Regions from separate parts of the Mus musculus genome. Here region 1 is linked to region 2. Evidence: chromatin contacts called from public HiCAR-type data. All regions are on one chromosome and are shown on one strand. The core of a region is the stretch at or near the end of the contact, and the rest is flanking DNA. Distances in the headings are between cores, read along the strand shown.

Evidence for each region. HiCAR-type assays count read pairs that join an accessible place to other places.
Region 1: a HiCAR-type map of fibro-adipogenic progenitors shows a contact between it and region 2, with 4 times the contacts expected there. The contact joins two enhancer-like sites. A contact is called at or near these places in 1 of 484 Hi-C or Micro-C datasets (epidermal suprabasal cells) and 2 of 115 datasets of contacts at active chromatin or transcription factors (embryonic stem cells and fibro-adipogenic progenitors).

Annotation. Positions count from the first base shown.
Region 1 is chr4:55,717,421-55,721,290 of GRCm38.p6, forward strand. No RefSeq gene overlaps it. Among named protein-coding and RNA genes, the nearest start is that of Gm12511, 150 kb to the left of the region's middle. Within about 2 kb of position 1,336, at least 53 of the 459 cell types and tissues checked have an H3K27ac peak or open chromatin away from gene starts, as enhancers often do. A contact at or near this core is called in fibro-adipogenic progenitors, where this site is marked.
Region 2 is chr4:56,303,947-56,307,951 of GRCm38.p6, forward strand. All of the region lies in intron 2 of Gm42291 (a long non-coding RNA gene), which reads right to left. Among named protein-coding and RNA genes, the nearest start is that of Gm42291, 10 kb to the right of the region's middle. Within about 2 kb of position 1,870, at least 62 of the 459 cell types and tissues checked have an H3K27ac peak or open chromatin away from gene starts, as enhancers often do. A contact at or near this core is called in fibro-adipogenic progenitors, where this site is marked.

The DNA of each region.
Region 1 (3,870 bases), core at 86-2,585, 590 kb before region 2:
GTGTAGTTTTATATTTGCATATTTTATTTTATATTTGCACATATTAAATGTCTCTATTTAGCATATATTAACAGACAGTAAGCTGGTGTTAGCTCAGTTGGTGGGGTGTTTATGTTGCATGTACAAAGACCTAAGTTTGATTTCTGGAATCACGTAAACTAGGCGCAGTGACACGTGCCAGGAATCCTAGTTCTTAGGAAGTAGAGGCAGGAGGATTAAAAGTTCATTGTCATCCTTGGCTACAGAGTGAGTTTGAGGCCAGCTTGGGTGACATGAGATACTATCTCATAAAACAAAAATAACACAACTAGTTTGAGAATATGAGTATGTAGAATACATAGCATATATGCAATTTTCAATACTTCTATAAAATAAATATGACATATAGTTGTATCATTTAAATTCTATCCATCATCTATCTATCTATCTATCTATCTATCTATCTATCTATCTATCTATCTCTATCTCTCTATCTCTCTATCTATCTATCTATCTATCTATCTATCTATCTATCTATCTATCTATGTCTTTTCCCGAGAGAGTAGTGATGCTCTGTATTTATGTTACCTAAATATATCTCTGAATCACTATATTTGTAATTAGGATATAAACTTATACTTCTGATAAAGAAAGCATGCGATCTGACATATACACACCTTGTACATACACTTTGTATGTGGGTACATGAATGGCTATATGAATAAGGTTTTCTCTTTAGTTATCATCTGATTTTGAGCATTCTGGCATAGGTAGGCCTGCCTGTCAGTCTTAGGAGCACTGTGCCCTCATAAGATGTGGGGAACATTTACAGCCCCTGAGGAAGCACTCACTAACCCTAGACAGGGAGGTGTTGAGAGAGTTCTTTCTAGACCAGCTGTTCTCTCTTCATGCTCCTTTGACCTCCTCCACTGAATTACCACTTTGTTTTTCTTCTTCTTCTTCTTTTTTTTTCTTGTGATTTTTTTCAACATGGACTCTCAAGATTTTTAATCAGATGAAAATTTTGGTGTGCAGTTCCAGAGAAATTCAGTCCGTATGTTTCAGATTCATTTACAGTTAAATCATCAGAAGTAGTTTTGCAATCAGTGCTTGGCAGCCAGGAGCCTTTTGACATAACTAGAAGTCAAGATGCACTGGGCTGAAGGAGCCAGGCACTTTGGATGCCCCAGGAGGGCCAGTTGGCACCTGCAGTGGCAGCACCAGCAGGGACAAAGCAGGAAGGTGGGGCCTGGGGCGTACTCAAGTGTCGTTTATGTGGAATGGACTCTGGATTGCTGTCCTGTGCTCCGTGGCTCCATGCATAGGCTGGGGTATGAGTCATTCTAACTGGCCTTTCTGTGCTTAACTCCCTCCTCTTGGAGATGAGGATGCCAGTAATAGACTATCTAGAGCAAGAGGAATGCAGATGAGGGAGAGTTCTCTCTTACTGTTTGGATTTTTTCTGGTTAGGTGAAAAATTGTCAACCGTGGAGCGAGGCTTGGTGGTGTACACCTGCAATCTGGGCACTTAGAGGACTGAACTGGGAGCACTGAGCATTCAAGACCAGTCTAGGCTTTATAGCAAGACCCTGTCTCCCCTCCCCCCCCAAGGATGGGAGATTTGGGGATATAGCTCAATGGTAGAGCACCTGCCTAGCACACACAAGGCTTAAGTTCAAGCCCCAGCACTGAAAAAATAAAAACTTAAGGAAATGAAAATTGAATGTATTGTTGTAGCAGTAACACATCCTTCACCCATGGTTTTGTTTTGGATAGTTTCAATTACCTTTAGTCAATTGTTGCCCAAAAATATTAAATGGAAAGTTCCAAAAATCAATCAATCATTCATAGCTTTTACTTAACTTTAATTATATACACTACTATATTTGTTCATTTTAATAGTTGTTGTTAATATGGCTACTTCATAAGCTAAACTTGGTCATGGGTCTCTCTCCATATGTTTACATACATACATACATACATACATACATACATACATACATACATACATACATATAAAGTCACAATATGTTAGGTATAGGTGGCCCCCTTTCTGCAGTTTGAGGCAACCAATGGGGAACTGGGAATCTCACCTATTCTAGTGTGGAGACTATTATAGTTAGGACATTGTATACCAGGGGCTGTGCTAGGTACTTCTCACAGTCTCAGAAGGACCCAGTTAGAATTGGCCTCCCCTTCTCCATCTCTTGTTAATGCCTGACATGCTCTGCACAGATGTTCTTTTGCTCTCCTCTTCCCAGGGCCTCCAAGGCTCCTCTGGTCTCTTTCCATACTCTCTGGTCAGGCATATTCCTTCTATTAGGATTATCAGTCCTTTTCTGCATTTCTGGTCTCCACATTGGCCCTAAACTAAACTTTGGCCCATTATCCACAGTCACGCGGAAACTGCCTAGAGCTTCCCCTCTAAAATTCCATCGTCACCCAGTGCTCCCTGCCTCCTGTTCCCAGCGAATTCCCCTTTCTGCTGTAGCCTTTGATGTGGCTAATAATGGCTACTACCCACCTGGACATGTGAGCCAGGACACGCATCTTGATGAGTCTCTATTTCTTAAATACTTCTCTAGGCTTGTTGCTTTTTCGACTTCAAGCTTTCCAACCTTGCCCCTTCCTCTCCCTTTCCCATAGCTCAGCGCTCAGGTTTCAGCAATGCTTTGGGTAGCAGCAGCAGTGACTTGTCTCTTCCCTCTGGGCTCCCAGGGTGGCTGTCAACATGAAGCTCACAGGAGCTCTAGACACCAGGTTGCAATCATTCCCTTCCTCTGGCTGAAAGCATCTAAGGAATCAGCAGCACCCACCTGGCCGGCCCTTATCTGCGGCCGCCTGCCCCCAGCTCCTGAAGCAGATTCATCCCTGTACCTTAGCTCCATCCGTCAGGGAAAGAGCCTGGGTCTTTGATGCTATGAGAGCCTGAGAAGTCCTGAGTGGTTTCTGATGCTACTTCCAAAGGGTTGCTCTGGAGTGATGTGTACATTGGTTGTTTCACTAATTCAGGGTGTTGAGGACATAAGGCACAGTGGTGCCCCTTCTGTACCACCTCCATGCCGGCTTCTGAGGACCATATTAAGAACATATTAAGAACATATTAAGAACATATTAAGTACAGTGACAAACCTAGCTTCTGTCATAGGCCATCTGTGCCTGGTCTTATTGGCCATGTAAGTTCAAAGACACATTGAAGCAGGCACATTTGGGACATTTTTGAAGGGCAGAAAGCCAGCTTGGGGTAGGCAAGGTAGGGTTTTTATGTGTGATCATGTGAGCTCTCACATGTGTGAGTGTGTGAGTGTGTGTGTGTGAATGTGGAGGGTAGAGGTCAAGTTTGATGCCATTCTTCTGACACTATCCACCTTTTTTTGGGGGGGTGGGGGTGAGGGTTGGGACATGATCTCTTACTGGGACCCAGGGCTCTCAATTAGGCCACACTGGCTGCCCACCATGCTTTAGTGATCTGAGTGTCTCTGCTGTCCCAGTGCAGGAATTACAGGGCAAATGCTTTGCTCGCTGAACACTCCCCTCAGTTCCACACACACGCAGATTGTTCTTTAAACCCTGCTCAATCTTCCCTCTCCATGACTTGGGCAGCTACACCTGAGTCCCAGCTAATCCTGTGAACAGTCTCAGGGCAGCTGGGGGTTTCTCTCAGGAAGTTGATGCATAGAAGTAGGTAACAGATCCCTTGACATTTTGACACGAAGAAGAGAGGGACAGAACATGGCTAAGTACCTTCAATGAGCCTAGCCCCTTGTCAGAGACATCCAACTGTAATGGGAATTCAATTGAGCTCATAAGAAGTGATAGAACTTCCTGAACAGTCCTGTAAACAAGGTGGGGCTAGGGGCTCTGAGCATCAAAAAGCTCTTTGTAGGCTCT
Region 2 (4,005 bases), core at 620-3,119:
ATTCACTCCAGGTAACTGCAGAACTTGCAATTATCAGGCATGCTGTGCTCATAGGCACATGCTGCACCTAACCCTCCATCATTTCCACACCCTTTTTTTTTCCTTGCTACCTTTCCCCCATCAAGCAAAACAGGAAATGCCAAGTGGCTTCAGCAAGCCTCTGGCTCCTTGAGTCCTTCCTCTGATCCAAGAAAACTTTTGTTCACTCAGCACAAAACCATGACAATTCTTTGCTATCCCTGTCTCTTTCCTAGTGATTCTCAATGTTGCTTCACCCTGGGGATCATAGCTTAGCTAGCAGTGGGGCTTATTAGTCCTTTTTTTAAGGCTGGGGTAGTTCTATTGTTCATCTTAGTTGAGAAACTGCCCCAGACTCTAAGGTCCTGTGAACTTGAGCTCTTTCTTAATTTCTGTAACCTTCATATTCTTCCTAGGGGCCCTGGTTCTGTGAGGGTCTTTTAGGTCCTCATCCAATATTTGTTAAGTAATGCTCTTGAAACAGGAAGTTGGTTGGGGCAATCTGGAGGCTCAGGAAGGGGAGGGATTTTCTGAGTAACTGACTGAGAGGAAGCATCATCCTTACAGAGCCTGGCCAGTTTTAAGATTCTGGAACAATGCCATTCTATACCCAGAAGATGTTTAATCTTGGTCTGTTTCATCTCCATTTGCACGTTTCAATCTCACTGGTCCATCAATCACAGATGCTCCACGCATGAGTGAGTCTGTGGAAAGAGTAGGAGTTTCTAAGCTCTGTAGCTTATGGTCTAATACAATAATTAATAGAAGAGAGAGTTTATTTAAGTGGGACAGCAGGGGATCATGGTCTTAAAATTCTTTTTTATGTCTCTTCTCTAATCTTTCAGTTGCATTTAGTAGGAGACATTCCTGTTATTCAAAGAAAAGCCCTGAAAGCAGCTTCTACCCCAATCCTTATGTACACTACAAATAAAAAAATTAAATCCAGAATATTAGCTGTACTCCCACTGAAGCCTTTAGCTCTGAGCTCATATCTGTCTCCACTGTAGCTTTAAAACATACACGAAGTCAGTTCAGTTTGAGTAGATATAAACAGGAATGACTGCATGTCTTTCTGAATTCAAGGGAAGCAGGATAAGCCCCTATTTTTTAAAGATACCAGATTCTAGTCTCTTGTTTTTAATCACTTTCCACCATGATGATGAAAACAGCCCGGTGTTGCCATCCAGGATTATGCTGTTTCAATGCCCTGATGACGAGAGTAAAAGCCTGACTCAACTCTATGGACAGGAACTTGACATCAATGCAGAGCCTCCTGTGGAGACATTCTTTCTGGGGTTCCTGCCTTTCTGTTGCTTTTGTAGCTTTCAGGGTAGACCCTAAGTTCTCAGGCAAAGATTATATTCTATAAACCCAGGATGTTCTTTGGAATTCAAGATGGAGAAGGTAAATGGATAATAAATATTTATAATCTTTTTGACACTAAGTCTTTTATTTTTCCTTTGAAATGCTGCCGAAACAGAAATGGGGCTGTGAGGTGCTGAGTGGTCCTCAAGTCTATTTTAGTGTTGAGTGAGGTTGTAATGTCTTTCCCATCACCAGAAGCTAAGAATGGGTCCATGTGTCTCATCTGTGAGCACTGGGAGACTCTAGTCTAGTTTGTGTCTGAATCCCTCTACTTTCTGTCCATATTGCATACAGAATCTCTGTCAAAGTGGTCCACATGTCCTCATTTCCCTAGTTTAAAGGCTGCTAAGCTTCACTGACGGTCAACAAGATAACTCCTTAGCTTCTTCCTCTGGCATTCACAGCCCCTTCCATATCTGATCCTCACGTTCTTCTCCAGTCTTTCTGGGAAATCTGCCTGTTAGACTGACCTCATAGATGAGGAATGTGAAGCCTGCAAAGTGAGGTGACCTCCCTAGAGAACATACACAGCAACAGTGGAGGCTCAGCTCTCTGCTTGTGGACCGAATTCTTCCCATCACAGACTGTTCTCTTCACACATAAGCTCGGCAGTTGCATCTGAACTATGGGGCTCATGATAAGAAAGTTTCTTCTATACACACAGGAGGTTGGTAAACCTTTCCCATAGTCCCAATAGCCTCATCTTCTGGTTCCTTAGAGAGGGCCAGTTTTCACAGTGCAGGAGTGACCTGTGTAAGCCAATAGAACAGTCTGAACATAATGATGTGTCACTATGAAGCCTAGAAACACTTTGCCGTGGTCAGGCTAGCCTCCGTGTCTTGAGAACACATAGCAATGAGTTGAAGCATCCAACTGTCATATGGGTGACTGAACCAGCTTGGTCAGTGACTCACCAGCTCCTCAAGCTTCTGATGGCTATAACATGGATGCCATCTAGAATATTAATATTAATAGATTACTAATATTAGAAAAATAACTTTCAGATTGTATTTTATTTTATTGTAATAAGTTACTTTAGGGCATTTTCTTGCAAGTATATAATGTATGTTGGGCATATTCCTGCCCTCATTCACTAACCTCTTTTCCTTTTCCCGTTAGTGTGTTTAGACCCCCTTGTTCACTTCTACTTTCCTGTCACCTGTACATACACGATTTTACATATCTAGGTAAAGTGTTGGAGCCACAGATAAGAGAAGACATGTGGCACAACTTGCTGAAGCTTTCTTTGTATACAAGAACTATGATGGATCACAGGGCCCCCAATGGAGGAGCTAGAGAAAGTACCCAAGGATCTAAAGGGATCTGCAACAATAATATGAACTAACCAGTACCCCCAGAGCTCATGTCTCTAGCTGCATATGTATCAGAAGATGGCCTAGTCGGCTATCAGTGGAAAGAGAGGCCCATTGGTGGTGCAAACTTTATATGCCTCAGTATAGGGGAATGCCAGGGCCAAGAAGTGGGAGTGGGTGGATAGGGAAGTGGGGTGGGAGGGTATGGGGGACTTTTGGGATAGCACTGGAAATGTAAATGAAGAAAATACCTAATTAAAAAAAGAACTATTAACAGTCACATCCATTTTCTTGAAGAAGTGACACATCTTCAGTCACTTTTGGATGGAGAGAATTTCCAGTGCACACAAGCCACGATTTCTTTGCCCATTCCTCTGCAGATAGGACTCAGTTTCCAGCCTCACAGAGTTACGACAGCTTCCCAGCCATCAAAGCCCTTTAGCTGAATACTCTAGCTTATTACCGGAGGATGGCAGTGCCTCTCTCCTCTGAGCATGCTCTTTCTTCTATCTGCGCTCTCCCCTTCTCTAGCACCTACAGTGTTCTCCCTTCTCATCTAGTAAGCCCCTTCTTATTTTCCTGTCCCAGTCTTACAGTCTCCCAGTTGCTGACTTTTTCATGTGAGAGTCCAAATCCTTGTCTCCTTCTGGCCACTCAGAGCACCATGGAGGAACGTTGTCTACCTGCCCACACCAGGCAGGGAGGTCACAAGAATCATCATTGCATTTCTCTGTGCACTTGCATGATTCGGCTCTGGCCCAAACATAAACTTGATGGTCAGTAAATATTTAAATGCAAGGACTGATGAGAGATTCAAAAGGAGTTTTGTTTCCATTGAACTCAACCACACCTTTAAGGGTTACTGTGCATTTAGGCTATTGAATCTTCTTTTTAAAAATTGCTTTAGATCTTTTTCTAAATTTGTTGTGAAGTCTTCCAAGCATTTTATATTTGAACTTTAAGTTAAGAAAGCTGCAGACCTCCTACATCTGCGTTACCAAGGGCAAGGCTGGACAGGTTCAGTAACTGCTTTGGTCCTGGTTTGGTGAGAGATGAAGGGAGCCCAGTCCTGGCTTGGCAGTGTGACTCACTGTGTTTAGAAGCTGTGGAGCTTCCTCAGAACACCATCTACATCTTTGCACCTTCTCTCACTCCTCAAACCTGATAGCACTTCCTTTAGTGTAGTTGTAAGAAACAACATTTTAAACCTGAACTCAGACCTTGAGTATTCTCCGTGATAGTTTTCACTCCTTGAGCATATGTTGTTTGTTGGGCAAGATGCATTTAGAGAAAAAAACCCAAAGTTGAG